2 separate regions of the Mus musculus genome follow, and region 2 is linked to region 1. The links are chromatin contacts, called in public HiChIP or PLAC-seq maps. All regions are on one chromosome and are shown on one strand. Each heading gives the region's core, a stretch centred on a gene start, on an enhancer-like site or on the middle of the called end of the contact. The rest is flanking DNA. Distances are from core to core; before and after follow the strand shown. Region 1 overlaps Lgr6 (leucine-rich repeat-containing G protein-coupled receptor 6). Region 2 has its middle 6.4 kb from the start of Gm41955.

Evidence for each region. HiChIP or PLAC-seq counts read pairs in DNA pulled down with a chosen protein or histone mark.
Region 2: a contact with region 1 is called in an HNF4G HiChIP or PLAC-seq map of pancreatic cancer cells. The contact joins two enhancer-like sites. A contact is called at or near these places in 1 of 115 datasets of contacts at active chromatin or transcription factors (pancreatic cancer cells) and 3 of 9 other capture datasets (adipose tissue, liver and pancreatic islet).

Annotation. Positions count from the first base shown.
Region 1 is chr1:135,018,521-135,023,072 of GRCm38.p6, forward strand. Lgr6 (leucine-rich repeat-containing G protein-coupled receptor 6) reads right to left here. Exons shown (of 18, transcript NM_001033409.3): 6 at 3,255-3,326. Among named protein-coding and RNA genes, the nearest start is that of Ube2t, 58 kb to the left of the region's middle. Within about 2 kb of position 2,746, at least 79 of the 459 cell types and tissues checked have an H3K27ac peak or open chromatin away from gene starts, as enhancers often do. A contact at or near this core is called in pancreatic cancer cells, where this site is marked.
Region 2 is chr1:135,206,203-135,210,652 of GRCm38.p6, forward strand. No RefSeq gene overlaps it. Among named protein-coding and RNA genes, the nearest start is that of Gm41955, 6.4 kb to the left of the region's middle. Within about 2 kb of position 2,724, at least 10 of the 459 cell types and tissues checked have an H3K27ac peak or open chromatin away from gene starts, as enhancers often do. A contact at or near this core is called in pancreatic cancer cells, where this site is marked.

The sequences.
Region 1 (4,552 bases), core at 1,496-3,995:
ACACTGTGAGAAACATCCCCTCTGTGAATGCCGGACTCCTCAGAGCACAGCAAGGTTTGTTCTTCAGAGCTGTGTAATTCTGTCCATCAACAGAGGCCATAACAGAGCCCCACCCTAGACTCTGCTCAAAGCTCCTTTAGAATAAAGGTTGTGTGGTACACGACCTGTATGCCCCCTTTTCTGTTTTGTTTGAGACAAAGTTTCATGTAGCACAAGCTAGCCTTGAACTCCTGAGCTTCCTGCCTCTACCTTCTGAGTGCTGAGGTTCCAAGCATGTGCCACCACATCCATCTAGGGTAGCCTCCTGCTCCCAGAAGGGAGGGCGTGTACTTTTGCTGGCCCAGCCTACAGCAGCAGAACTGGCAGCCTGGTCCTCATCCATGAGAACTTTCAAGAAGCTGAGTTACACAGGTACATTTGGGGGGGCACACCTCTGCTGTGGTGGTATGAGAAGGATTGGCAGCATGGAAAGAGGGTGGCAGAGGACATGAGCTACGTTGTGTGTGCTGCATGTGCCTAGTTTGAGAGCCTGTGTGGCCACGCATGTCCATGCCCGCACCTGGCCCCTCCTCCCAGGTGGCAAAGCTGGGGGCTGCTCTCGCTCTGAAGAGCAGGCTGCAGAGAAGCCAAACCACAGCGTGAGCCAAACCACAGCCTGGGCTGTGGGGGTTTGATCTTCCCTCTGCTGCCAGAGATGAGAGAGGTCTAAGTGGCAGAGATTTACAGGGCCCGAGGGAGAAGTACCCTTCCAGCAAGAAGTACACATGAAAGCTCCCAAGTAATAGCCAAGGCTGCCGAGTACGCCAATTATGCAACAATTAAAAGACTTGCCTATCATTTCTTCCCCCTTTCATTCTCGCAGCCGCTCCTCCTCCTCCACATCTGCCTTCCCCTGCAGGCTCCCCAAGAAAACGCTCTGGGGAACAGAAGAGAAAGAACACACTCCCCCCCACCCCCGCTTTAATTGGAGATCAAAAGTTGGAAGAAGGGCTTGCTCTTCGAGGGTGGGGAGGAAATGGGGTGTCATGGAGATGAAGCCTCATACAGAGGGCTGAGGAAGAAAACAGGGAGGAGGGGAGGGTCCTATATATCTGCCAGACTCTGTAACAACTTTATACAACCCTGTGACATTATGTTATAGGTTAGAAAATTAAGACTCTTTGAAAGGCAAACGGCTGAGCTCAGACAGCTGGGAGAACCGGCAGTAAGGGCTCCGGGCTGCTTGGTGCCAAGGGAATAACCACTGGGCTTTTCTGCCTCCACACTGTAAAGGTTGGAGGACTTTTCCATGTTTCTTGGTCTTGGCTTTTCCATCTGCAAGGTGGGCATAGCCCAGGGGCCTTGTGTGTTGAGGCCAAGATAGATGAAAGAGACAGTGGGTGCTTAGCAGCGGCAGGACTGCTCTATAATTCAGCCAGCAGCCGCTGAGCCAAATGCCCTGCACAGCAAGACAGTGGCTAATTGAGAAAGAGTTAGGCAGTGTGCCCCAAAAGTGAAGAAACAGCTACTTGTTGGCTTTTTTGAGGTGCCAACTCACTCCATATCTGTGCCCCAATCCTCACCTGACTTCCCAGCAAAGCTAAACAGCCCCACATTCCAGGGTGGAGGTGCTCTCTCCCGCCGGCCCACTGTTAATTGCAATCCAATCTCAGCACCACCCAGGAGTTGGGCTTCTCTAGGGAGGCTCCAGAATCAGCACACAGTAGGTCCACTCAGTATACATTGGGCCAGGGGGGTAGGACAACCAGGGTCTCTCCTAAGGACTCCCATTGTCTCATTAACACTCTGATCTGCTCTGGGCACAGTTGGGAGGTCACCCTGGGAGAAGGATCACTCTGAGAGGAACTACGCAGCCTTCCTGGAAAGGAACTTTCTCTTATGGAGATTTAGAGGACTAGACTGGCCTGTTCTAACTGTGTAGTCATCAGTCACAGCTATGGAGGAGGAGCAGATAGTCTAAGCCTTGCACAGTAGTGGGAACAGATGGGAATGTTCCTGCATCCAGGCTGGGGCATGCTGCCCTGACACAGTGCTCCTTCATATACAGTTGGTCAAAGGGTCTGGATTCCAGGAGAGTTGAACCCAGCGCTGCTGTTCCTCCTGCTATGTACTAAGCACAAGAGAGCAGCCATGTTCTTAGGAATCATACCCACAGGAAATAATATATGACTGACCTAGGTATGAGTCTCTCATCGGTTTCCCCATACAACCACAGATTCTGGAGCCAAGGCATCTTGGGGTAGACGTTACAGAGTGGTTTTTCCCAACATGTTGCTTCCCCCATCACAGCCTGACTTCCAGAATCTTAGCTTCTGCTGCACTGGATTCCTAAGACTCCATCAACTTAAGAGCAGTCGGGGGGGGGGGCTAGAAAATGGGGGCTTGTTTATAACTGGAGAAGGAGATTCAAAAGTTGTGATAAACTCCTGATCTCTCATGAACCTTTCCCCACCCTTGCCGGCTTACACTTGTGGTGATCTGGGGCCCTTCTCTCCCAGAGCCCCCAACTCCATATCCAGCACCAGGTGGCTGTGGTAGCCAGTTCCCTCAGGGGAGCTAAAGACCCCAGCTGGCATGACCAGTCACTCTTGCAGAGCCTGGCTGATTGTTTGCCCAGTGGGGCCCCACTCGGCCCACTCTGCAGGGGCTGGCAGGCCTCCAGAGGAAGTGATGGGAGGGCTTGGGTGCATTCTGACCTTAGCTGAATTCCTGGATGATGATGTGTGAATAATATGGCTTTTTAAGAGTCAACAGCTCGGGCGCTTTTTATAGGCAGGCTGTGGTGCTGAGCGGGCCACTTCCCCATTAATCATTTAGCTAGTTAGATCAGCTGGCAAACACTCCTGACATTATTCCATGGTATTCCTCTCCCTTCTGTCAGCAGCCACCCTTAAGCAGACATCAAAACTGCCATCAGGTCAGCCCCAGCCCACCCCGAAATCTTCCAGTCTCCAAGCTTCATGCCCCAGTCCCTCTGCCTTGTTAACTGTTTCCTTCTACGCATTATTTGATGTCTCTGCTAGCAGGGACCCTGCCCTCCTACTTCCTGGGCTACCTACCCTGAACTACCTTGTACCCACCTAAAGGGAGAAGGAATTCTTGCTGAGTGACATCTTAGAGAAGAGTCCCAGAATGGGCACACAGGTGACCAGGACCGGATCATACCCTGCTGGCCCTTCCTAAGCCCACACCCCGACTCTAGTCAAGATGTCCTCACCCAGCAGACTAGGACTTAAACAGGCTCTCCCACTCACAGTGTCTCCAGATTGTGCAGCCCCTCGAAGCTGTGGGTCCCCACATGCTGGATGCGGTTGTTATGTAGATGCCTGCGTGGGAAGGAGAGAGACACATCAGAGTGTGTGGCACAACCTCGGAGCCAGGGCAGACAGTGTACACAGCAGCAGAATAAGGGTGTAGCACCAACAGATAAACCCCAGTGGTCCAACCTCTTTTCTCCAGGGACAAGCAAATCAGCCAAGACCCATTTCTGAAGCCACGATTGCCAAGGCAGGATCGACCACAGGCTGGATACCTTATTGCCTTCCTAGTGATCCGCTCTGGGAAGAGGAAAGCCCAGCCAAGGCTCCAGCGAGTTCTGACTAAGCACTGGGAGAGAGACCTGATGTCATAGGGGCTCACATCTGAGGCTTCTTCTCTGGCCCCACTCCTTAGGACTCAGCCAGCCTGACTCAGTGGCCAGACGTTCTTAGAGGAGCCAACAGTCAACCACTGCAGACAACATATAATTAAAGGCTAAACTTTGTTACAACTGGAGAGAGCTGTGGTCATGCTGAGAGAGCTGGGAGGTTGGTGAGGCTGAGGCAGCAAGCATGGCCTCTCAGAGCAGAGGTGGCACTCCTCAGCAGGGCCTTGACAGGCAACTCGCTTGAGTGGAGGGAAGGGATTCCAGGCTCAGATGGGTGACAGGAAGGTGCATGAGTTACCTGACTGTGCAGAGGGAAGTTTTAGGAGAGCTTCCCAAGGAAAACAGTTCGCTGAAAGCAAAACAAAATTGCCTTCTGCCTGCTCATAATTGAGCAAAAATAACAAGACCAAACTCCACTCCACCTGAAGTCTCTTACAAGGAGCAAAAGTCAGGCAAGGCACCCAGCCTTGTGTAGAGACGCTGTAGACCTTGTGGCCAAGCAAACAGTTAGGGGGAGGGTCTTCAAAAGTCCTTGTTTCAGAGAATGATCTAGTGAGAAAACAAACTCTGAGATTTGATTCCCCACCCCCACCCCCAAAAAATCCCACTCGAATTTGTGAGGACCAATCACGTAAATATTCTTGTTTTCTTCTGTACTCTGTCATCCAAAGGGAACAGGCAAAAGAGAAGGTAAACGGAAAGCTTCAGACTAGTCATGGAGGAGGGAGCCAGAGGTGTGTGAAGCCCAGGGGTACCCATGGGCAGAGGGACTCAACTCCACACTTAATACGATGTGGCAGAGACTCAGCCCAGGTGGCCTCCCCAAGACTGGCCACCAGCTCAGCACATGCTGCCTCTCCCACCTACCCCACCAGGGTACAGAATGGGACAGAAGTAACTTCTGTG
Region 2 (4,450 bases), core at 1,474-3,973, 190 kb after region 1:
GAACTCAGAGAGATCTGCTTCTGACTCGTGAGTGCTGAGCTTAAAGGCGTGTGCTATCACCCCAGCTAATGTATTTATTGAGATAAATTCTTACTATGTTCCCAGACAGCCCTTGAACTGGTGGATTTAAATGATCCCTGTCTCAGCCTACAAAGTCCTCCCAGTCCTACCTTAGTGCCCAGCTGCAGTGTAACTCAGAGGCAGAGTGCATGGGGTCCTGAGTTTTATCCCCGGCAACAAAACAAAATGAAACAAAGTTAACCGGCTCCTGTCCCTCTTCCCCACTGCACCCTGGAGCTGCTAGGATGCAAGAGGGAAAGAAGCCCGTGAAGGGCTGGAGAGATGGCTCAGTAGTTAAGAGTTAGACCTGGGTTCAATCCCCAGCATATTCATAGCCCTCTGTAGCTCCAGTTCCAGGGATCTGATGCCCTCTTCTGATGGCATGCATGTGGTATGCATACATACATGTAGGTAAAACACTCACAGACATAAAATAAATAAAAGTAGAGAAAGTGGGAGAAAGAACGGAGCTGGGCCGGCATACTAGTGCCCACACAGAGCTTTTCTCAGTGAGAAGGTGGGCGTGAGAGACCAGAGAGAAAGGTAAAGATAGGAGATAGGCCGACAGGCTAAAGGCATGGCAAGTGTTGGGTGGGAGACGGCCTGCTGAGACGAACCGAGGAGCTCACATCCGAGCAGGCGCAGAAAAAGCCCCAAATGGCCAAAGTACGGACAAGAGGTACTGCGTTTGCAGATTGGCAAAAGACTCTGCTCGCTATGAATAAGGAGGGTACCCCGCAGTCAGGGGTAGCAAGGCCTGGTACAGTGCACACAGAGAAAGGTAGACCAAGTATTTCGGTGCATACCCTACTCCCAGCACTCAGGAGACAGAGGCAGTGAGTCACCACTCAAGGCCAACCTAGTCTACAAAGTCAGTTTTAGATCAGTCAGTGATAAGTGGCAGGCCTCTGTCTCTACAAACCCAGAGAAGGAGCAGCCCCTGTGGTACACACCATCAATTCCAGCACTCAGAAGGCAGAGGCAGGCAGATCCTTTTGAGTTCAAGGCCAGTCTGGTCTATATAATGAGTTCTAGGACAGCCAGGGCTACACAGAGAGACTCCATCTCAAAAAACAAAGCAAACACACACACACACACACACACACACACAAAAGGAAGAGAGACCAAGAGAGGATTTGTACAGTGTTGTCCTTAGGTTTATGCTGAGTGTGTGTGTGTGTGTGGTCTTTCAAGACAGGGTTTCTCTAAATAATAGCCCTGGCTGTCCTGGAACTCTCTCTGTAGACCAGGCAGGCCTTGAACTCACAGAGATTCTCCTGCCTCGGCCTCTCAAGTGCTGGGATTAAAGGTGTGCACCATCACCACCTGGATTGCTTTGTTTCATTTTTGAGTCTCACTCTGTAGTTTAGGCTAGCTTGGAACTCCCTGTGTAGCCTAGGCTTACCTCAGTCTCCTGGAAATCCCACTGCCCCAGACTCCCCAGTGTTGGCATTGGAGGCACAAAGTACCATTCCTGGCTTGAAGCTCACCTTTTCCAGATGTCAAGACACTCAAGTCAATAAATGCTTATGGAATGAGTGAGTGAATGAATGAATGAATGAATGAGTGAGTGAATGAATGAGTGAGTGAGTGAGTGACACACCTCTACAATCTTCACTAACCTTGTTTCTGGCAGTGAACCCAGGGCCTAGAGTGTGCTATCCATACACTATACCACATAACTTTGCCCCAACTGCCATGGTAACCAAAGGACATTTTCTTTCCCTGTTCTGTATCCCTCCACACACTCCTGCAGCCCAGTTCTTTATTCCAGGGCCCTTAGACAAGGCACATTGTTAGGTTCAAGTTCTACTCAGTAAAGTGGGGACAAGAACAAAACATAGCCGGGCAGTGGTGGCGCATGCCTTTAATTCCCATGCTCGAGAGGCAGAGGTAGGCAGATCTCTGAGTTTGAGGCCGACCTGGACTACAGAGCAAGTTCCAGGACAGTTGGGGCTGCACAGAGGAAACCCTGTCTCAAACAAACAAACAAACAAACAGGGGCTGGAGAGATGGCTCAGCGGTTAAGAACACTGACTGCTCTTCCCAAGGTCCTGAGTTCGAATCCCAGCAACCACATGGTTGCTCATAAACATCCATAATGAGATCTGATGCCCTCTTCTGGTGTGTCTGAAAACATTTAAAGTATACTCATATATAATAAATAAATAAATCTTTAAAAACAAACAAACAAATCGATCAAACAAATCAATCAAACAAAAAAACCCAAACAACCAGGGAAGTGGGATAATGAACAGAACTGAGTAACTCGTGGATAATGCTGGATGAACAGTGACAAGGCTCGGGCTTCAGTCTCCAGTGCCACAAAAGGCTGGGGCGGGGGGCGGGAGGCGGGGGGCTGGGGAGGCAGTAAATAAATGGCAGTGTGGTTAATATGGCTTCATCCACAGTTTCCTGTGGAATCCTAGACTTGGCTGCACAGAGCCTGGAGGATCTTGCTCACCATGGATAAGATGTCCTAGCTGTGCCTAGGCAGCAGAGAGCATGAAGACGTTTCTTTAAAATTGGAAAGTAGAAGAATGAGAGAAAAGAAAAGGAATGCTGGCCAGGGCAAAGACCCAATCGGGTGGGGACTTTGGGCTACCTGGGTGTGTCCGTGTGTATTGGTGTGGCAGGGCCAACCGTCGGCCTAATCACCAGCCAGTCGGCTGGCTGGCAGCTGGGCTCTGGTGGGGTTACTCTGGTCCAGACTGGATACTCTCCTTCCATATCCCTCGTGAGCTGCAGGCTTTCCCAAATAAGCCTGCTGGGAGTCCTTGTGATTCGTTTTCAGTTGGGCATGGGTATCCTTGCAAGTTAATTATTGTTGTCATGCTGAGGACGGAACCTAGTTCCTCACTTGTGTCAGGCTCTGTAGGATGGAGCTATGGATAAATACTCCCAGAAATACCCTCTTGCCCCCCCCAAAATTTCCCCTTTACTTTGAGAAAGGTAAATTTACAATGTGTTCTATGGGGGTCTCAAGCAGGCAAGGCAGTTATAGAAGAACTAACTACCTAATAGTTAGCTTTTCTAGTATTGGGGACGGAACCCAGGCCTCCGCACATGCTCGGCAGGCAGGTGCAACATGCAACATGCCCTGCCTTCGCTCCTAGGATTCTAATGATTCAAATCGATCATGTTAGGCCAGACAGTGTAAATGATTATCCAATCTAGAACTATCTGAGAGCGAAAGGAGCCCCACCTAACGTGGGGACAATCGATGAATATCAGGGCCATTTCAGATAAACTGGGCAGAAAGATAGATCACTCTAGGTTCTGAGTATAAGCAGCTTGTCTAAGGAAGAGTGACAAATGATAGTTGGGTTTTGTTGATGGTAGTAATACGGTGTTTGTTTGTTTGTTTGTTTGTTTGTTTTTGTTTAAACAGCATTGCTATTTGTGCAGGCGAACCTCAAGCACACAGTAATCCCACTGCCTCAGCTTCTTGAATGCTGGGATTACAGGTGTGAGCCACCATGCCCAGTTTCCAATGCTATTTGGTTCTTGACATATGTTGTAGATGGTTCAAAGGAACCTGGGTCCCACCACATAAAACCAGGTGTGGTGGCATACAACTATAATCCTAGCACTCGGGAGACAGAGGCAGATGGATCTCTGTGAGTTTGAGGCCAACTAGTCTAAGTAGTAAGTTCCAGGCAAGCCAAACTATTGTGAGACCCTATCTCAAAAAACAAAACCATGCCTGGTGTGGAAGCTAACAACTTTAATCCCAGTGCTCAGGAGGCGGAGGTGGGTGGCCAGAGGAAGACAACCCCATGCTCAGTGAGGTAGGTGGTCCTTTGTAGCTGGACAAACCCTGAAGGAGCTGGCAGTTGGAAGCACTCACTCTCTCTACAGTCAGGTGTCAAGTCCTTCCTTACAGTTCATCTTTTACCTCCAGTTATTGACTGTCACTGTCCCATGTCTGCTTGAGTCTGGCTTCTGAATACAAGTCATAGGCAAGAGTCAGGGACAAAAATTACTACAGTTTCACTTTCTCTCTGTCTCTCTCTGTGTGTGTGTGTCCCCATGTGTCTGTGTCTATGTCAGTGTGTAAAGGCTAAAAGTCAATTGTTATACAAATTTTATAAGTGATGTTTTCTCTTTATCCTGGCTAGCTCCCAAATGAATGACAGAGATTTTAAGATTTATTTAATCAAGCTTTTGAGGCACAGTAGCTGAGCAGTTGTTGCTCTATTCTAATCCTCTAGGCTAATCTGGCTGCCTCTCCACCAAAATCCCCGAGATAACTGCATGTTAGTGTTGATCTGGCTCTCTCTCTGCTCCGGGTGTTTTCTCATGGTTTTTCCGGGACCTTTTCCACGTGGTAAATCCTCTCTTCCTCTCTCTTGCTCTCTGCCTTCCCTGGCTGGCAGAAGTCTAGCCC